3 separate regions of the Mus musculus genome follow, and regions 1 and 3 are each linked to region 2. A link is a contact called in public HiChIP or PLAC-seq data. All regions are on one chromosome and are shown on one strand. Each heading gives the region's core, a stretch centred on a gene start, on an enhancer-like site or on the middle of the called end of the contact. The rest is flanking DNA. Distances are from core to core; before and after follow the strand shown.

What was found. HiChIP or PLAC-seq counts read pairs in DNA pulled down with a chosen protein or histone mark.
Region 1: an H3K27ac HiChIP or PLAC-seq map of embryonic stem cells shows a contact between it and region 2, with 7 read pairs. The contact joins two enhancer-like sites. A contact is called at or near these places in 2 of 39 promoter capture datasets (hippocampal neurons and macrophages), 2 of 115 datasets of contacts at active chromatin or transcription factors (embryonic stem cells and large pre-B cells) and 3 of 9 other capture datasets (adipose tissue, liver and pancreatic islet).
Region 3: an H3K27ac HiChIP or PLAC-seq map of embryonic stem cells shows a contact between it and region 2, with 8 read pairs. The contact joins the promoter of Cd7 here to the enhancer-like site in region 2. A contact is called at or near these places in 3 of 39 promoter capture datasets (cranial neural crest and liver), 2 of 484 Hi-C or Micro-C datasets (bone marrow-derived macrophages and nephron progenitors), 6 of 115 datasets of contacts at active chromatin or transcription factors (embryonic stem cells, fibro-adipogenic progenitors and memory CD8 T cells) and 2 of 9 other capture datasets (adipose tissue and liver).

Annotation. Positions count from the first base shown.
Region 1 is chr11:120,706,063-120,708,814 of GRCm38.p6, forward strand. Aspscr1 (alveolar soft part sarcoma chromosome region, candidate 1 (human)) reads left to right here. Exons shown (of 16, transcript NM_026877.2): 13 at 2,596-2,647. Among named protein-coding and RNA genes, the nearest start is that of Cenpx, 6.3 kb to the right of the region's middle. Within about 2 kb of position 1,284, at least 49 of the 459 cell types and tissues checked have an H3K27ac peak or open chromatin away from gene starts, as enhancers often do. A contact at or near this core is called in embryonic stem cells, where this site is marked.
Region 2 is chr11:120,849,589-120,852,288 of GRCm38.p6, forward strand. The region is part of intron 18 of Ccdc57 (coiled-coil domain containing 57); the gene reads right to left. Among named protein-coding and RNA genes, the nearest start is that of Fasn, 26 kb to the left of the region's middle. Within about 2 kb of position 1,268, at least 126 of the 459 cell types and tissues checked have an H3K27ac peak or open chromatin away from gene starts, as enhancers often do. A contact at or near this core is called in adipose tissue, bone marrow-derived macrophages, embryonic stem cells and 1 more, where this site is marked.
Region 3 is chr11:121,038,210-121,040,974 of GRCm38.p6, forward strand. It overlaps Cd7 (CD7 antigen), which reads right to left and starts at 1,269. Exons shown (of 4, transcript NM_009854.2): 1 at 1,084-1,269; 2 at 1-141. The coding sequence starts at 1,156. All of the region lies in intron 1 of Gm11775 (a long non-coding RNA gene), which reads left to right.

The sequences.
Region 1 (2,752 bases), core at 34-2,533, 140 kb before region 2:
CACTGAATGAAGGCTGAGTTCCCGAGGACAAGCTGGTCCTAGGTGCCTAGAAGACCCCTTTGTAGAAGAGGATTCCTTCCCCGTACTTTCCTGACTTCCTGCCCCAAGCTCAGGGTATCTTATCTTCAAGTTGAGAGAAAGAGGTAAGGAGTGAGGTAGGCCCTGGACTCTGCTGATGACAGAACAGAACAATGGCAGAGTGTGCCTCATATCCAGCTGAGTCAGGTGCGGCTCAGCCTGGAGGGAAAGGGGACTTCCCTGTCCCCTGCCGATGGAGTGTAGCTCGCTCTCCCTTGGACAGGCTTGGTCCTGGCAATGCCTGGTATTTGCTTAGAGCAGGCAGGCAGCTTCAAAGAATTCAAAGGCCCACAAAAGGCAGCCTTGGACTCTTAGAAGATCGTTTGGTCCTAGAAGGTGGCAGGCAGCCTTGCCTTTGGGAGTTGAACACCATTGCTGGGCTGTGCCATTGCTGCTGAAGAGGGCAGAAGCTCTTACTGTCCCAGGTGACTGAGCAATAGGGGCTCCACAATTGGAGAGGGAGATGCAAGAGAGAAGCTCATGCTTAGGTTCATATTAAGGTACAGCCTCCTCTGAAAACTGATTAACCTTGATGTTAGCAATCCCCTGCCCTCAACTCTCCTCCATCTGGGGCTGGGGACACAACCCACAGCTGGCCTTGCCTCTCATGGTGTTCTGGGTTCTCCCTGACCTCATCTGAGCTCCCCAGGCACTGCTTGGTAAGGAAGGGTCTAGCCTTGGAGCTGCCACATGGCAGCTGCCTCTCAGTCACTTCCCAAGGTAGCCCCCTTGACTGGTGGTGGTAGACAACAGACAAGACCTTGTGGGCATGCCAGCCAGGCTCCCAGAGGTGCTAGAAAGAGTGTGCCACAGGCTACATATGAACACCACCCAGTTGCCGGCAGGAGTATAGAAGGTGGCTCTGGCTACTCGAAAGGCTAAGTAAGCCATTATGGTGGGAGGTGAGCCATTATGGGCCAAGGAAGGCCCTAGTACTGTCCTCCCATGTCCTTGCTTGGATCCCTGGCTGCCTTCTGGCCTCCTCCCAGGGGCACTGGGGCAGCCCCCCTCCCCCGCCCACCCCACAGGCACCCTCCCAGGGGAACTGGGGCAGCCCCACCCCCACCCTACAGGCGCCCTCCCAGGGGCACTAGAGCAGCCCCCGCCCACCCCACAGGCACCCTCCCAGGGGCACTAGAGCAGCCCCCGCCCACCCCACAGGCCTCTTCCCATGCTGCTTTGATCGCAGACCTCACAATTGCGTTTCAAAGCATTCACCGCCCTTGTTTGTGTCCCTCTGTTGCCGGCTGGAGGCTGAGGTTTCAGCGTTCCTAGGCCTGGCCTTTGAAGCTTGCTCTTATTAATCTTTTAACATCCCCCCCAACCCCACCCACCCCGCCCACCCCTCCAGCCTGTGGCACTCACAGGAGCCTGGAGCCGCACGGAAAGAATGCCCTCAGCCTGCAGCTGCAGCCCCTTCCTAGGTCCTGCCAGACTCCTGGCTGCCCTCAGCTTTTGGCCACGTCAGCGAGCCCCAGCCCCAGCCCCAGCCCCAGCCCCAGCCCTAGCCCCAGCCCCAGCCCCAGCCCCAGCCCCCAGCTCCCTTGGGCACAACCTCTGAAAAAGAAAAACATTCAGATGTGTGATGCTCGGGCCTCTCTGACCTCTACAACCCTGGGCTGTAAGGGAGCCTCAAAGCCTTGTGTCCAGTGGCATCAGAGGAGAAGCAACCTTGTCTGCTTCATGCTCCCACCCCATACCTTGCCCAAGAAAGTAGGACCAGTCCCTGCACAAAACCCCACACCCTCTGCTCTCTTTGGCTAGGTGGGCCGCAGGACAGCAGAGCACCCGCAGATTTGGGGCTGGTGTGGTTTTGGGTAGGTGTGGCTTAGGAGCCTTTGATCCCAGGCATTCAGGTGTGTTTTCAAAGCACTGGCTATCCTTGTCTGGGGGGGACAGGAGGAGCTTGGGCTGGTCCTGGCTCTGGCTTCCTTCTTAGTGTTAACAACTCTGCCTGCACTGGTGTATCTCACAAGGAAGCATCTCTCGCTCATGGCATCTCTAAAGCAGCTTGATTCTGAGAGCCGGCCCCTTTGCCGCGTGCCCGGGCCTGTTCTCCTAGGACACTCCTGTCTGCAAGTGGCTCTGCTTAAATTCCTAACCTTAGAGACACTTCTACCCACAGCCCCCTCACTGTGGGTGGGTTGTTTGTTTGTTTGTTTGCTTGCTTGCATAAGCAGAGGGAGGGGTTGTGTGTCCATGGGACAGGTCTCTCTCCCACTTCTGTCCCTAGACAGTATCAGTCTGGGAGACCCAGACACCCCTGCCCACAACAGCCTTATGTCTCCTCAGTCATAAACTGACATTGACAGTTTGCTGGTGCTATAGCTGGGCAGTGGGACTGAAGGACACAGTTCTCACATGAGAAGTGGGGTTCCCAACTGGTGCTCTGCTGTGGTCCATGATGGGTGGAGTGCTAGAGGAAAGGGTAGACTTGCCTCTGGGAGACCGGAACCTGCTGAACACTGCCTGCCTGTCTGGCCCTCTGAGCCTCCCTGCTTCCTGCCCTCCTTGTAGGCAAACCTCTTCCCTGCTGCGCTTGTGCACTTTGGAGCTGAAGAACCAACAGGTGAGTGAGGCCAGCAGGACCCTCCCTGAATCCTGCTTTCTCTGATGCCCGAAGCAAGAACCTTAGAAGGTGTTCACTCTGAGGTACCTAAGTGGGTTGGGGGGC
Region 2 (2,700 bases), core at 18-2,517:
ATCAGCCTTAGCTCAAGTCAGCAGGAGGGACCTGGAGGAATACCAGGAGGAGTTCTCAGGGTTAGGCTGTGACTCTCTCAGGGAAGCGAAGACCAACGAAGACATGAGACCCACAGGCAGTACACAGCTAGTTCTATAAGCAAGCCAAGCTCAGCCTTGGTCATTGTCCGTTGAGTCCTATTTATACTGTCTAAACATGTGTCTTCTACAGGTCTTGTCTCAGCATGTGGGTCTGTCACAGCTGACATCACTCTGTCAATCACCCCAAGTCCACTCAAGGGACAAGAAACTGTGGCACACCACCAGAAGTTTTTTTGTTTTTGTTTTTTGCTGTATTTCTTTCTATTGAGTCCCGATAAATACAGCTCAACTACACAATATAAGACAGACCAATACATGTGTGTCCTTAATAAAAAAAATCTTTCACCACACGTCCTTTCATGTGCTTGCTTTAACAAAACACCTTTTTATCTATGCCTGCTTCAGCCAAACATTCCTTAGTCTTTCACCTGTGTCCACTTCAGCTAAACGTTCCTTCATGTGTGTCCCAACAAAACACCATCCAATTGACAAGTTTCTGCTTCAGAAATCTACCTGTGTCCCGAGTGCTGGGATTACAGCACCTTCATCTTTTGATACATGGTTACTCTATTGTGTCTGGCCTTGAACCATAGACAGCTCTACCCACCCTGCATCCCTAGTGCTGAGATTGAAGGCATGCACCATCATAGCGGGCTGTTTCCTAATGTTAAGGTCTCTCACAGAATCTGGAACATGCTGTCTCAGCTAAACTTGCCAGCATCCCCCAAATCCACCATGACAGGTGCATGTTGCCACACTCGGCCTATGTGGGTGCTGGGATCTGAACTCCAGTCCTTAGCCTTGAGCTGCAAGCACTTTTACCCACAAAGGTATGTCCTCCAGTCCTTACAAGAATTGTTTTGTAGCCAGGGAGTGGCAGTGCATGCCTTTGATCCCAGCACTAGGAAGGCAGAGGTAAGTGGATTTGAGTTCCAGGCCAGCCTGGTCTACAGAGTGAGTTCCAGGACAGATAGTCAGGGTTACACAGGGAAACCCTGTTTCAATCAACAAACAGTTTGGTTTTTGTTCTCAAAGTGAACATTTTGAAGAAAAAAAAAATCATTTTCTAGCTTCCCTAGAAACAGAAGCTCATTAGATCTACAGAGCCAGGGAGGAGCCAGAGTAGGTGTGTCCAGGCCTAGCCCATTAGCCACTTCCTGCCTGTCCTCCCACCCCTCCCCTGTACGAGTGTTCTCCTGGTGAGGCCTGAGGTAAAGGGCTGGCCATTCAAGCTGAGTCTAGGACAGGGAGGCTCTACTGTCAGGCCATCAGACAAGGGTGAGCTGTTCTTTTTCCTTTTTCCTCTGGATCTCCAGATTAGAGAAGCCTGGTAGTACACAGTGTGGTCACTGTTACAGTCAGAATCTCCACAGCGGGTGGGCTATGTAAGCAGGACTTAAGAAATGACCCAGGCTGGTCTGTAATTCATGATGCTCCTCTTTTCTCTGCCTACCACGAGCTGGAATTAGAGTCTTGTGCCATAAGGATGCACTAAAAACAGCCCACAACACTAAAAAACCAACCAAACAAAAAACCTAACTCAAACATTGCACTGTACTGTGTAGCCTTCAGTTTGGTGCAAGAAGTTGACAAAAGTTTGGAGCCTAGTACTGAGCAGGGAGGGGCTGGGCTAGTTCCAACCAGTAGCCACATTCCTTAGGAGTTTCCACGCCCATGACCCTTTGTCCCATGGACAACTTTAGCCCTCCTCCTAAACCCTTTTTTCACCCAGCTGGCCATGATCTGGCCTGGTTTCTACTTGAAAATGGGATCACTGTACCTGGGACTTCATCTTGTATACTTCAAACCAAGAGCTGACCTAGCACTGAAGGGTACCTTCCAGATACTGGCTGCTCAGGACAGTCCCACCTAGAACCCCATCCCTGATCCCTGTGGGCATGGACCTTCTGCCCTGCCTCTGGTCTCCCAGGACCTGTCCCTTTCCTAGTACTCCTTTATCCTCCCCAGTGAGCCTGTTACCCTAAGTCCTCAGTTTCAATTGTCCTCTGTGAAAAGGTCACAAGTTCACATTAAAGCCAACCAGGAACTGTCTACAGCTTCAAAACTGCAGGTTAATGGGCTAGGTGTGGTGGCACACACTTTTTAATCTCAGCACTCTGCAGGCAGAGGCAGGGGGATTTTAGTCAATTCCAGCCTAGACTACACAAAGCGTGGTTCCAGGAAGGTCGGTGCTATTCAGTCACACCCTGCCACACAAAAACAAACATCAACAAAGCAGCCAGGTGAACAACAGCAACAAAACTAGTGACTGAGAATTAAGGTGCTGAGGCAGGAGGATCAAAAGCTCAAAGTCATTTTAAGCTACATAGAGTTTGAAACGAGACAGAGCTACAGGAAACCCTGTTTCAAAAAGCAAAGCAAAGCAAAACAAAACAAAAACCCCATCCTCCTCCCAAAAAAACCAACCTGTAAATTAAGACCAACAATGAAGTATCATTGTCATTTATCAGACTGGGGAAAGGTCTGGGCACTGGAGCAGAGAGCTGCTTGCCGGCAGGCAGCTGCTGGCACAGGGCCGGATTTTTTTTAGAACAGTTTGGTAACACTTCAAACTACCTACACCTTTGACCCAGCTATTTCCCTTCTAGATAATTGTCC
Region 3 (2,765 bases), core at 19-2,518, 190 kb after region 2:
GGTCTTCAAAGTAAATCACATTGTAAGCCTGAGGCCAGATCTTCTTCATTAAGATCCCTTCCAGGTGCCCTCTTGTAGAGCAGGTGATGTTGACAGAATCCCCCTCAGAGGCAATCGTGAGTCGGGGGGACTGGTGTACGTCTGTGAAGAACCAGCCAGTTAGCACCAAGCTGGCGCACAGCACACGGTGACTCAAACACGCTAACACGTATCTCAGAGGCTCCACAGATCCTACATTCATGTATGTCCTTGCACACTCTTGAGCATCTCTCACAGCACCCGCACCCGCATGCTCACACATGCTGTCTCATTTTGCTGTGCACAGGGGCTGCACTCTCTACACCTCCAGGTTTCTTTCTCCCATTTTGTATTCCTGTGAGATGCCTCCTCCATCACACCCCTCTCTGCAGAAATGCTATAGGAACTTGGCAACTTTGTTGCATCTCAACACAAGGACTTCCCTTTTGACTACTCCCCACCCTGGCTGTACTCTTTCTTTCTCTTTTAAGTGAGTCAGTCACTCCCAGACAGCCATAGTCCTATCTCCTCTTTGCCTACTCTTTCCGATGCTGGTTTCTTCATCACCCTCCTTCCCCCCATCATTTCTAGGCATCCAGAGCCTGTGGCTCTGCGCAAGGGGCACATGTTGACTTGTTCATGGGATACTCACTCTTTCAGATTCCAGCCCCGTTTGCCGTGCCTGGCACCCACACCACCCACTTTCCTGTAGGCAAGACTGAGTACAAACCTCAGCATCTCACAGAATGAACACTATGCTGGTTTTGCACAAGAATTGTGCCTGGGAGCCTGAGCCTCCCATAATCTTATTGTAGATCTTTTACACCTTACCACAAGACTTCCCACAGACAGCTGCTCTGAAAGGGAACTGAAGAACACAGTTCTCACAAGCACCAAGGGTAGATGTTAGTCCTGTAAACTAAAGCTTTCAAGTCTCTGCTTTTCCACGGAGCTGGGACTATTCCAGGTCTAAGACTAAGACTTGGGGAAGTCAAGTCAGGGCCAACCCTTCCCCAGGTGGGTGTGTGAGATGCTCTCTGGGAGCCCTGCTACAGGGATGCTTACCTTGGGCATCCAGGGGGCCAGGCAGGATTCCGGCCAGTGTAAGCAGCAAAGCCAGCACTGCCTGCTGAGTCATGACGCCCAAATCCAGGTGATCTGAGCCAAATCAGCCACTCTGGCTACAACACATTACTGAGCACTGTGAAAGTTCACACCAAAAACCCTGAGAGGAAGAAACAGGGGTGTGGCAGTTCAATGCGATTGGTGGTGAAGCTCCGAGGGAGGGCTTCCTGAAGATGAAGGTGGAGCTTGGTGGGCAGGGAACACAACAAGCCAGGTGGAGGAAGCCACCTGACCCCAACTGTCCTCCCTGGCTGGTTGGCTGGCCCACATCTTTATCATCTTTAACCAAGAGTCTCCACAGGAGACGTCAAGAGGAAGAAGAAATAAGAACTAGTCCTGTAACCTGGAAGAAAAATTAGAGGGACTTAAAGGTTTAGAGGCCGGGAGGGAGTTGAAGTTTCCTCTGGTCTTTTGTGTCATTTTCTGCTGGGATGTGTTCAGGTCTGTGGTCTCACCTGTTGTCTGGACACACTGGGGTTTCAGCCTGACACAGCATACCCAGTAGCCTTGGCTGTGGTTGCCTTGGCGGCCTGGGTGATCCTTCCTTAGAAGCATGATTGAGCCAGATCTGCTAGGCCAAAGGGCGGCTAGGAGCCCCTTCAATAGCAATCTGCCTTCTGGGACAAAACCGAGGGCCCTGTGTCTGGTTCCCAGGTTGGGGGAGAGCTAGGACTCTTGTCAACCATGAGTTTTATTGCTGGTACCAGAGCCAGTGTGTCACACTGAGGGGTGAGTTTGTGTGTGTGTGTGTGTACAGTGTCACATAGGGACTCAAAGCAGTTCCTCCGGGGTCCTACTCTAAGGGGGAAGATGCTCCCCCTGTAGGTGGGTTTGGAATGCTATGGTGTAGACAGGGGTGCCATGCGGGGTACTTGAGGGCACATGGGAGAGGGACTCAGGTAAAGGAAGGTCAAAGTTGGAAGATTTTAGGAACAAAGGGTTGGGGAGGGACAGGTCACCTGTGGTAACACAGGGACAGCAGGTATGGAACTGTGCAGCCTGAGAATATTGGAGAGAAATACGAGGGGAGCTGGGTCAGGTGGGCAGTAAAGAAATCAGCACCTAGCCCCCAGGGGAGAAGTTCATGGAAAGACAGACTTTACAGGGAAGTAAGAACAGTCAAAGACCTAGACCTAGTCTCCTTCCTAGGATGCCCGTGGCCACACCAGGGGCACATGGACTGGAGTGCTGCCACCTCTGCAGGGCTGACCTTGATGTGGTCTTCGTGCATCGACACTTTTGACTGTTTGGGGCACCATGCCTCAAGTTTCAGAGATCATAGACACACAGGGCCCTATGGGCTGTGCCTAAGGGCTCCAGGGCTCCAGGAGGAGGTGATGACCCAAACCCCAGTGCATTTATTTTGATTGAAGAGGCACAGACTCTGTGCATCTGGGTGCTGGGCGGTAGCATCAGATGCACTGTGGTTGTGACTCTGGAGGCCACTGTCATCAGGCAGGGTCTTCTCCACTGGGCCATCTCTCCAGCTCACCAGGCAGCGTCTTTAGCTCGGGGCTTCATTTTCAGGTCTCAGCTCGAGTGGTTTTTGTTGTTGTTGCTGTTTTGTGAGATAAGGTTTCTCTGTGTAGCCCAGGCTATCCTGGAACTCACTCTGTAGACCA